2 separate regions of the Mus musculus genome follow, and region 1 is linked to region 2. Evidence: chromatin contacts called from public HiChIP or PLAC-seq data. All regions are on one chromosome and are shown on one strand. Each heading gives the region's core, a stretch centred on a gene start, on an enhancer-like site or on the middle of the called end of the contact. The rest is flanking DNA. Distances are from core to core; before and after follow the strand shown.

Region 1 (4,090 bases), core at 1,105-3,604, 850 kb before region 2:
AAAGGCTTAGTCAAATCTGGCAGGGCCAAAGCTGGGGCTGCAAGCAGAGCAGCCTTTATGCTATTAAAGGCTTTTTGGTGTTCCTCTGTCCAGGTGAACAGGACTTTTTCTTTAGTGAGTGGGTACAGAGGGGCCGCCAACGTCTCGAACCCTGGTATCCAGAGTCTGTAAAAGCCCGCCGTTCCCAGAAACTCACGTACTTGTCGCAGAGTGGTGGGGGTTGGGATCTGCATCACAGTCTTCTTTCGAGCTTCGGTGAGCCACCGCTTTCCTTCTCAGAGGGTGTATCCTAGGTAGGTCACCTCCGTATGGCATAGCTGAGCTTTCTTTCTTGTTTTTTTTCTTTCTTTTTTTTTTTTTTTTTTTTTGGTTTTTCGAGACAGGGTTTCTCTGTATAGCCCTGGCTGTCCTGGAACTCACTTTGTAGACCAGGCTGGCCTCAAACTCAGAAATCCGCCTGCCTCTGCCTCCCGAGTGCTGGGATTAAAGGCGTGTGCCACCACGCCCGGCTTATAGCTGAGCTTTCTTAGCGGATACCCAGTACCCCAACTCACCTAGTTCATTTAGAAGCTTTTTGGTCCCGTTGAGGCACAGTTCCTGGGTTGAAGCTGCAAGGAGTAAGTCATCTACATACTCCAGGAGAGAAATTTGGGGGTTTTGTGCCCTGAAAGGCGCAAGGTCACGGTGGAGCGCTTCATCAAAAAGAGTGGGTGAATTTTTGAACCCCTGTGGCAGCCTAGTCCAGGTTAGCTGACCCGTATATCCTCCTTCAGGGTCTTGCCACTCAAAAGCGAACAGAGGTTGACTGCTCGGGTGTAATCTGAGACAGAAAAAGGCATCTTTTAAATCCAGGACGGTGTACCAGGATGGTTCAGGTGATAAGGAACTCAGCAAGTTGTAAGGGTTGGGCATGGTTGGGTGAATGTCCTGTACCCGCTTATTGACTTCTCTTAAGTCCTGGACAAGCCAATAGTCGTTTGTCCCAGGTTTACGCACCGGCAGGAGGGGGGTATTCCAAGGGGACTGGCATGGGACCAATATACCCTGTTGTAGCAGTCTCTGATATGTGGTCAAATGCCTTCTTTAGTCCCTTGGCTCATGGGGTACTGCCTGACTGAAACGGGCATGAAAAGAATGAGTCACTTTATTTTTCCTACTTCTAAAATCCTTTTGGTTGTCCAGGGATAAAGCTTGCTACCAGTGGCTCCCATAACTAAAGTCTTCTTTGATCCTAATTGTCCTAAAGGTTCAGTCAAGACTGAATGTTCAGCTCCTGTGTCTATTAGAAAATTAACGGGGGTCCCCTCCACAGAGAGAGTTACCCTAGGCTCGGGGAGGGGGACCGAGCCCCGACTTCCCTAGTCTTCTTCAAGGACCAATACTTTGGGGCCCCTCCACTTCTTCTTTGGGCAGTCTCTGGCCCAATGTCCTTTTTCCTTGCAGTATACGCATTGGTCTTTCTCAAGTGGCGGTCTCTGTTCTCCTGGGGGTCTTCTTGCCCTGTTGCCCAGGTACCCTGACTGTCCCTTCTCTGACCTTTCTCCACCTACCACTGCGGCCAAAATCTTAGTCAAGTTCCTTTCCTGCCGGCGTTCACGCCGGTTTTCTCTTTCTTCTGCCTCTTTCTTTTCTCTCTCTTGCTTTTCTTCCTTAGTCTCTCTCTTGTGATACACTTTCTCAGCTTCTTTTACTAAATCCTGCAAAGTATAATCTTGGAGCCCCTCTAACCTCTGTAGCTTTCTCTTAATATCAGAGGCAGACTGACCAATGAAAGCCATGGCTACAGCTGCCTGCTGTCCCTCCGAAGAGGGATCAAACAAGGTATATCTCCTATAAGCCTCCATTAGTCGTTCTAAGAAAACAGAGGGCGGCTCCATTGAACCCTAAAGGACTTCTCTTACCTTGGCCAAATTGGTGGGTCGCCGTGCGGCCCCCTTTATCCCCGCCACTAGAGTCCGGCGGTAGACTGTGAGATGCTCCCTACCTTCCGCAGTATTGAAGTCCCAGGCAGGACGGGCCAAGGGGAAAGCTGCATCTATAAGGTCGGGGAGATTAGTGGGGATCCCATCTGGTCCTGGGACATTTTTTCTGGCTTCTAGCAGGATCCTCTCTCTCTCTTCAGTTGTAAAGAGGACCTGCAAAAGTTGCTGGCAGTCATCCCAAGTGGGCTGGTGGGAGAACATTAGGGACTCAAGGATTCCTGTTAATCCTGAGGGATTCTCTGAAAAAGAGGGGTGATTGGTCTTCTAGTTATACATATCGGCCGATGAAAACGGCCAGTACTGCAATGGAACTAACTGCCCAGGGGCAGGAGTAGGTCCTCCTACATAAGCTCTTAAAGGCAAAGCAACAGTGGAATCTGGTCTAGATTCACTTCCCTCTGGGCTACGGCCAGCCCCTGCGGCTACGAGTCCCTCCCGCTGGTCCTGTCTCAGAGGCCACTCAGGGGTCTGCTGGGGCAGGCGGCTGTGAGGGATCAGGATGAGAAGTTGGTTGGGGGTAAGGGGGTGGGAAGGAGTCAAGGAAAAAGGCATTGTCAATTTCAGAATAGATCCGCAGGGGGGCCAATGGAACGGGCTCTGGCGGACCCAGAGGCGTCATTTTCGGTTTTGTGGCTACAGCCACTGTCGCTGCCTCGGCTCCTGAAGTCCAGGGACGCAGCCAGGGTGGCGGATTTTGTACCAGGTCCTGCTACACGATGATATATGGTACCTGATCAGAATGCCCTCCTGCGGTCTGAAAAATAACTCGCTTGACACCGAGAATAACAGGCAGGCTAAAAGTTCCCTGCGAAGGCCAACCCACACCGAAAGTTGGCCATTTAGAGGAGCAAAAAGTTTGCCAAGGTCCCTTCTTGACCTCGACGGAAAGATTGTGGGCCCTAGTCTTAACATCTGTCCAATGGTTCTGAGTCAGTGTTAGTGGGGTCGTCACAGTCTGTCCCATGTCAAGCTCTGTCACACACACGATAAAAATGATTACAAAGACTACAAGACTCAAAAACAAAACCAGTCGCCGACTCCAAGTCAACCAGAATTCCTGAAAGGAATCAGACGGCCTATTAACAGGCCTCAGAAACAGATCATCAAGGAGAAAACTTATCTCCTGACTTTTCCCGCGGGGGTCCACCAGCCGTCCCTGGCCCTCCCCCTATCTTCCCGGAACATTTCCCAGGGTGAACGAACGGTGGACACCTAGACACATCTGTCCTTATCCACTCTGCTCTCCCTCTCGGAGCGCGGCCTCATAAGAGCATTCGCAAAACCAAAACTGTGATCGCACCAGATTTTCAGACAGAATATAGACACAAAACCAAGACAAGACAGAGGGCCTTACCTCCAAGTGGGTCTAGGACCCCTGGGTGGTCGCGCACTTCCCGGCCAATGCACCACATGAAAGACCCCCACAGGGAGTTCCTCCTCGGGGAGGCGCGCACCCAGTAGGACGCTGAGACTGAACTTGCTGTAACTACACAAGGTTTTAATGGCACACAAACACACAAACAACAAAGGAGCGCTCAAGCCAGCATGCTGGGGTTGAAAGTCATGCACCGCACAGGGGGCAGGGGAGTTTGACCCCGGCCCAAACTTTTTACAGGCTTATAAAGGCAAAAAGCACAAACCAAAAGGGGGGAGCCAAAAGAATGTTCATGGTTACACATGATTGGGTTATTTAAATGTCGGCGGGGTGATTACAAATTAACAGGGTAATACGTGCAGGCTAAGGTGTAGGGAGGCACAAGGGCTTGGGACTTCTCGAGGTCAGCAGGACACCTGGTCAATGTATGATTTATGGGGGGCTATAGGGAGGCGCCGCCCGGGAGGCGCCATCCTGCCAGATGGCCATTTGGTCTGTCCTGATAGCCTTGGCTAGTTCCTGCATTCTCTTTTTTATCTTTTATGGCAGGACATTCTTAGCTACAGGGTGGGTTTGGCTGTGCCTGGACCCGTCTGGGTCTATTCTTTAGCCCTGAATTTCTTGCATCTTCTAGGAAACTGGTCTGGTCTCAGGCTCTTCTTTGCAGCTTGGCCTGTCTGAAAGTCAGTCTTTACTGCTTACTCTAGGAGAGAGGGACCTAGTGAATCTTGTC
Region 2 (4,194 bases), core at 296-2,795:
CAGGGCACCTAGTTCTTCCCCATTCTTATTTCTGGGACCCATGCTGGCCTCTCCTGAAGCAAGCAATCCTGTGCAAGAGATCCTCTCACCCTATTCAGCATGGGCATAGACCACAGCAAGTTAGATCTCTGACCTCATGAAGAGGTCACCTGGTGTGTTGCCCAGGCAACACAGAAAATGCTGCATTCCTCAGTGACTACTAGAGGTGAGGCAGTCTGTGCTTAGTCACACTTAGAACTGTTTGGCAGCAGCAGCAGACATTACCTCCGCAGAGACCACTCACGTCAGGTTCATCCTGAACTCCAACTCATCAAGACTGTTTCTCTCAAAGGTGAAGGGAGGCAGCGGGTCTTTCCATCTCGACTCAGGAATAGGCAAGTCTCCTGCCCAGCACCTTATGTACCCCTTTCCCAAGATCTGCAGTTGGAGGTCACAAGTGCACACAGTTGCAGGGAGAAGGGAATCTGGAAGACGGTGGGTGAGAGGCAGGAGGAGAATGCAGTCAGGTCTCAGTGCAAGATGGAAGGGTCCGGGATGCCGGGATGTCAGGAGGAGTCCTGACCATGGCTGTCTCTCACCAACAGCAGCAGTAGGTAGAACCAAGCAGACAGGGCACAGGCGTCCTAGGAGAAACACTTCCTGGGAAGAGCCCTGACCACAGACCCTGCACAGGCATCCAGAGGGAACTGAGAAAGGTGATCTGGAGGACAGGTTGACCTTTCACTTCAGGGAGCTGAGCCGGAGGACAGGGCAGAATGGACATGGCTGAGGAGGTGACCTGAGAGAACCATGACTGTACCGACTGACCACGGTCTGCTTCACTGTCTACAGTCAAAGTGCTGAGGTGTGGCAAGGAACAGACTTCTCAGTTTCTCCTGAAATCATTAGGAAGTTGGCTCTGTCTCCCAGATACACAACAGTCACAGGGGCCTTACCCAGGATGAAATCTGAAATCAACTCATTGGAAGAATATAAGAAGTGTCTCTGAAGCACACACACACACACACACACACACACACACACACTGAGAGAAAGGAAGGAAGGAAGGAAGGAAGGAAGGAAGGAAGGAAGGAAGGAAGGAAGGAAGGAAGGCAGGCTATTCTTGGGAGTCCAGCTAGAGCCAGGACAGCGTCCATCTAGCAAGCCTCCCCTGTCCCCCAGCAGCCTCTTAGTCTCTAAGTGCACACAGTGAGAAGAAAGACATGACCATGGCCTGGAACACCTGCTCAAGCCCCACTCCCACCTGAGAAGATCCCACCAAGCACGTAAGAGAGGTATTTTTTTCAACATCACCTGTGGCTTCCATCTGCAGGCCTGAGACACACCCAGTCCAAGGTCTGAGCTTGGAAGCCAGTTGCTACCCTCAGTCCTCCCTCCCCAGGGCCATCACCTCCTCAGGACTGGCAGGAGTCAGAGGAGGCATCGTGGCTCGAACCACAGAGAGCAGGCCCAGCCCTGCAGTGAGTGTGAAAAGATGCATGGCCTCAGCTCAGCTCTGTGCTTCTAGCCTAGCAGCTCCTTGTGCTGCTGCTGCTGCCGCCACTGCTGCCACTGCTGCCACTGCCGCTGCCTCTGCCAGTGCCGGTGCCAGTGCTGCTGCTGCTGCCACTGCTGCCACTGCCGCAGCTGCTACCTCTGCTGAAGCTGCTACCTCTGCTGCTGCTCCAACTTTCTGACATGCAGAATTGCTCTGGAAGCAGAATCCTGCCTTCCACTATCCACACCAAAATCATTGTCCACACCCCTCTGTCCAGGAGATTGCAGTTTTGTTTGGATCAATGTGAATAGAGGAGCTAATTTGTGCAATTAACCTCATGACTGCCTCTGGCACTCGTTCTCGCTCTCTGCTTCCTGACTGTAGGGTCTGTGTGGTCAGCTGCCTCCTAGCCCTACTGCCATGCCTGCTGCCTCATGACGGTACTGTATTCCCTTGAACTATAAGCCAAATATTTCTTCCTTCTTTAAGTTGCTTTGGTCAGGGATCGGGACTGTTCATCTCAATTTGCAATTTGATAAGATCTAAAATCACCCATGAGGTGAACCTCTGGGTGTACGGGAGGGCTTATCTTGATTAGGTTAATTGAGATGGAAAGACCAACTCCTTCTGTGTGGCACCATTCTCTGGCCTAGCTCGGATCCTGGAGTATAGAAGGGGTTATCTGAGGACCAGCATTCATCACTCTCTAATCCTTGACCTGCCATGTGGGCCAGTTGCTTCAAGCCTACTGCTGTTACTTCCCTGTCATGCTAAACTGCAACCTCAAACTGCAGCCCAAACACTTTCTGCTTAACCTGCTTCTGTCTTGGTATTTTATCACAGCTACAGAAAAGGAAATTAAGACAGATCACTAAGACAAAAAGTGACTGGTAACAAGTCGTGAGGCTAAGATAAGAGCCCGCTCCTTAGTGAACCAGGTTTGATTTCTAGCATCCACATGACGACTCAAAACCATCTGTAACTCCAGTTTCAAGGCTTTGGGCCACGCATAACAGTTCACCCCTCAAAATCTAGTTGTTAGAAGTTAGGGGCAGGAGGATCAGAAGTTCAACTTATCTTCAACTACATAGCAAGTTTGAAGCCTAGGCTATATGAGACATCGTATCAAAAAACAGGAAGGAGGAAGGGAGAGAGGGAGGTGGGAAGGCAGACAGGCAGGCAATATAAGGGTTCAAGAACTTGGGACTATTAACAAGTGTGGCTGGGCTGGCCCACCAGTAAAAGAAGAGTGCTCAATGGTGTGTCCCCAGGCCCACAATTCACCCCATCACCTGGGAGCCCTCATCAGTTTCAGGACTTAAAAGACAAATCTGTACTTGTGCGGGACACAACACAGCAAGTAGTCAGAGTGTATTATTTGTCTTCCAGCACTGTCCTGAAGCAGAGGACAGCCAACCTTCTAAAAGCTGCTGTGTGCCTCAGATCCACAGACAACCCCACAGGCGGGGCTAGTTAGAAACATCTGGAATCCATGAACTCCCTGGAGCTCCCTCCTGACTCATCCCCAAAGCGTCCTTGTAAAAGAGGAAACAACTGGTCACCTCCTTGCCTCCTAAATTCTGGTTCGTCAGAGCTGGCCTTTCCTCTTTGCGTGGAAGCTTTAGTATCACTAAGAACAGGGAGAGCAAGGCTGCCCCCACCAAAAACGAGGAGTTTCGTAAGAAGGCGCAGGACTTCATGGGTCGTTTGAAAAGTCCTGTGAGCTTGGTAACACTCGAAATAAGTCTCTGAGTTCTGCTTGGAAAGGCAGGATCTAGGATCAAGCAGTACAGAGTCCCATGAGCCTCTAACCGACTGGGCTATGAGAAGCGCCGGCGAGGAGCGAAGGAGCCACTAGAGGGCGCGGCACTCGGAGGACAGTGAAAGTCCCTCGCGGGCTGCCGTAGTCAGTACTATAAAGGACGTGGCGTGGAGATGCTCGGCCTCTCGGCAGCCATGGCGGCTCTATGTTTGTATCGCCATTGTTACCGTTGGGACGCCGCGGATGACCCTATATACCCTTGGCCGGCTACCGGGAAGACTGCGTCTCCTGACGATCGTAACGAAGATGTACCGTGCTTTCCTTCTGAGAGTTTAGTCGCCCTAATATGTGCAGCAGGCTAACCGCGTGGTAAGGGGAAGGGCGTTCACGATGTGCCCGAGGGCCGGGTGGACTGCCCCCAGAAGTCCCGAGAAGGAAAGCCGAGGCTCCTGTCTGGACTAGTACAACGCAGAAGCCCCTGGTTGGGGCTCCAGACCGGTCTCCCTTTCGTAGGGCTAAGGAGCACCAGGGAAAGACTCTGTCTATATTTGCTGCATGCTGAATACCAACTTGAGATAACTCAGATGTGAGACAGTACTCTGTCTAGTGTAATGCCGCTGAGTTGGAGAGAAAGAAAAAGGGGTTTTATTTGTAAAAAGCCTAGCCGGGCGTGGTGGCGCACGCCTTTAATCCCAGCACTCGGGAGGCAGAGACAGGCGGATTTCTGAGTTCGAGGCCAGCCTGGTCTACAAAGTGAGTTCCAGGACAGCCAAGGCTATACAGAGAAACCCTGTCTCGAAAAACCAAACCAAAAAAAAAAAAAAAAAAAAAAGCCTTAGCAAGGACAAGCCATGTGGACCCATTGGAATAGGAATAAAATACAAGTCTAGTGCAGTCCCCCAAAGTGATCCTGATAGGGTGTGTGCAGAATGCTTTCTTCCTTTCCTTTCCCTAG

What was found. HiChIP or PLAC-seq counts read pairs in DNA pulled down with a chosen protein or histone mark.
Region 1: an H3K4me3 HiChIP or PLAC-seq map of bone marrow-derived macrophages shows a contact between it and region 2, with 4 times the contacts expected there. The contact joins the enhancer-like site here to the promoter of Snhg7os in region 2. A contact is called at or near these places in 2 of 39 promoter capture datasets (liver and pre-B cells) and 5 of 115 datasets of contacts at active chromatin or transcription factors (astrocytes, bone marrow-derived macrophages, embryonic stem cells and 1 more).

What each region holds. Positions count from the first base shown.
Region 1 is chr2:27,495,110-27,499,199 of GRCm38.p6, reverse strand. It overlaps a transcript of Brd3 not described here. Among named protein-coding and RNA genes, the nearest start is that of Wdr5, 18 kb to the left of the region's middle. Within about 2 kb of position 2,354, at least 60 of the 459 cell types and tissues checked have an H3K27ac peak or open chromatin away from gene starts, as enhancers often do. A contact at or near this core is called in astrocytes, bone marrow-derived macrophages and liver, where this site is marked.
Region 2 is chr2:26,639,472-26,643,665 of GRCm38.p6, reverse strand. Snhg7os (a long non-coding RNA gene) reads right to left here and starts at 1,545. Exons shown (of 4, transcript XR_003953776.1): 1 at 284-1,545. It overlaps Snhg7 (small nucleolar RNA host gene 7), which reads left to right and starts at 3,422. Exons shown (of 4, transcript NR_024068.2): 1 at 3,422-3,608.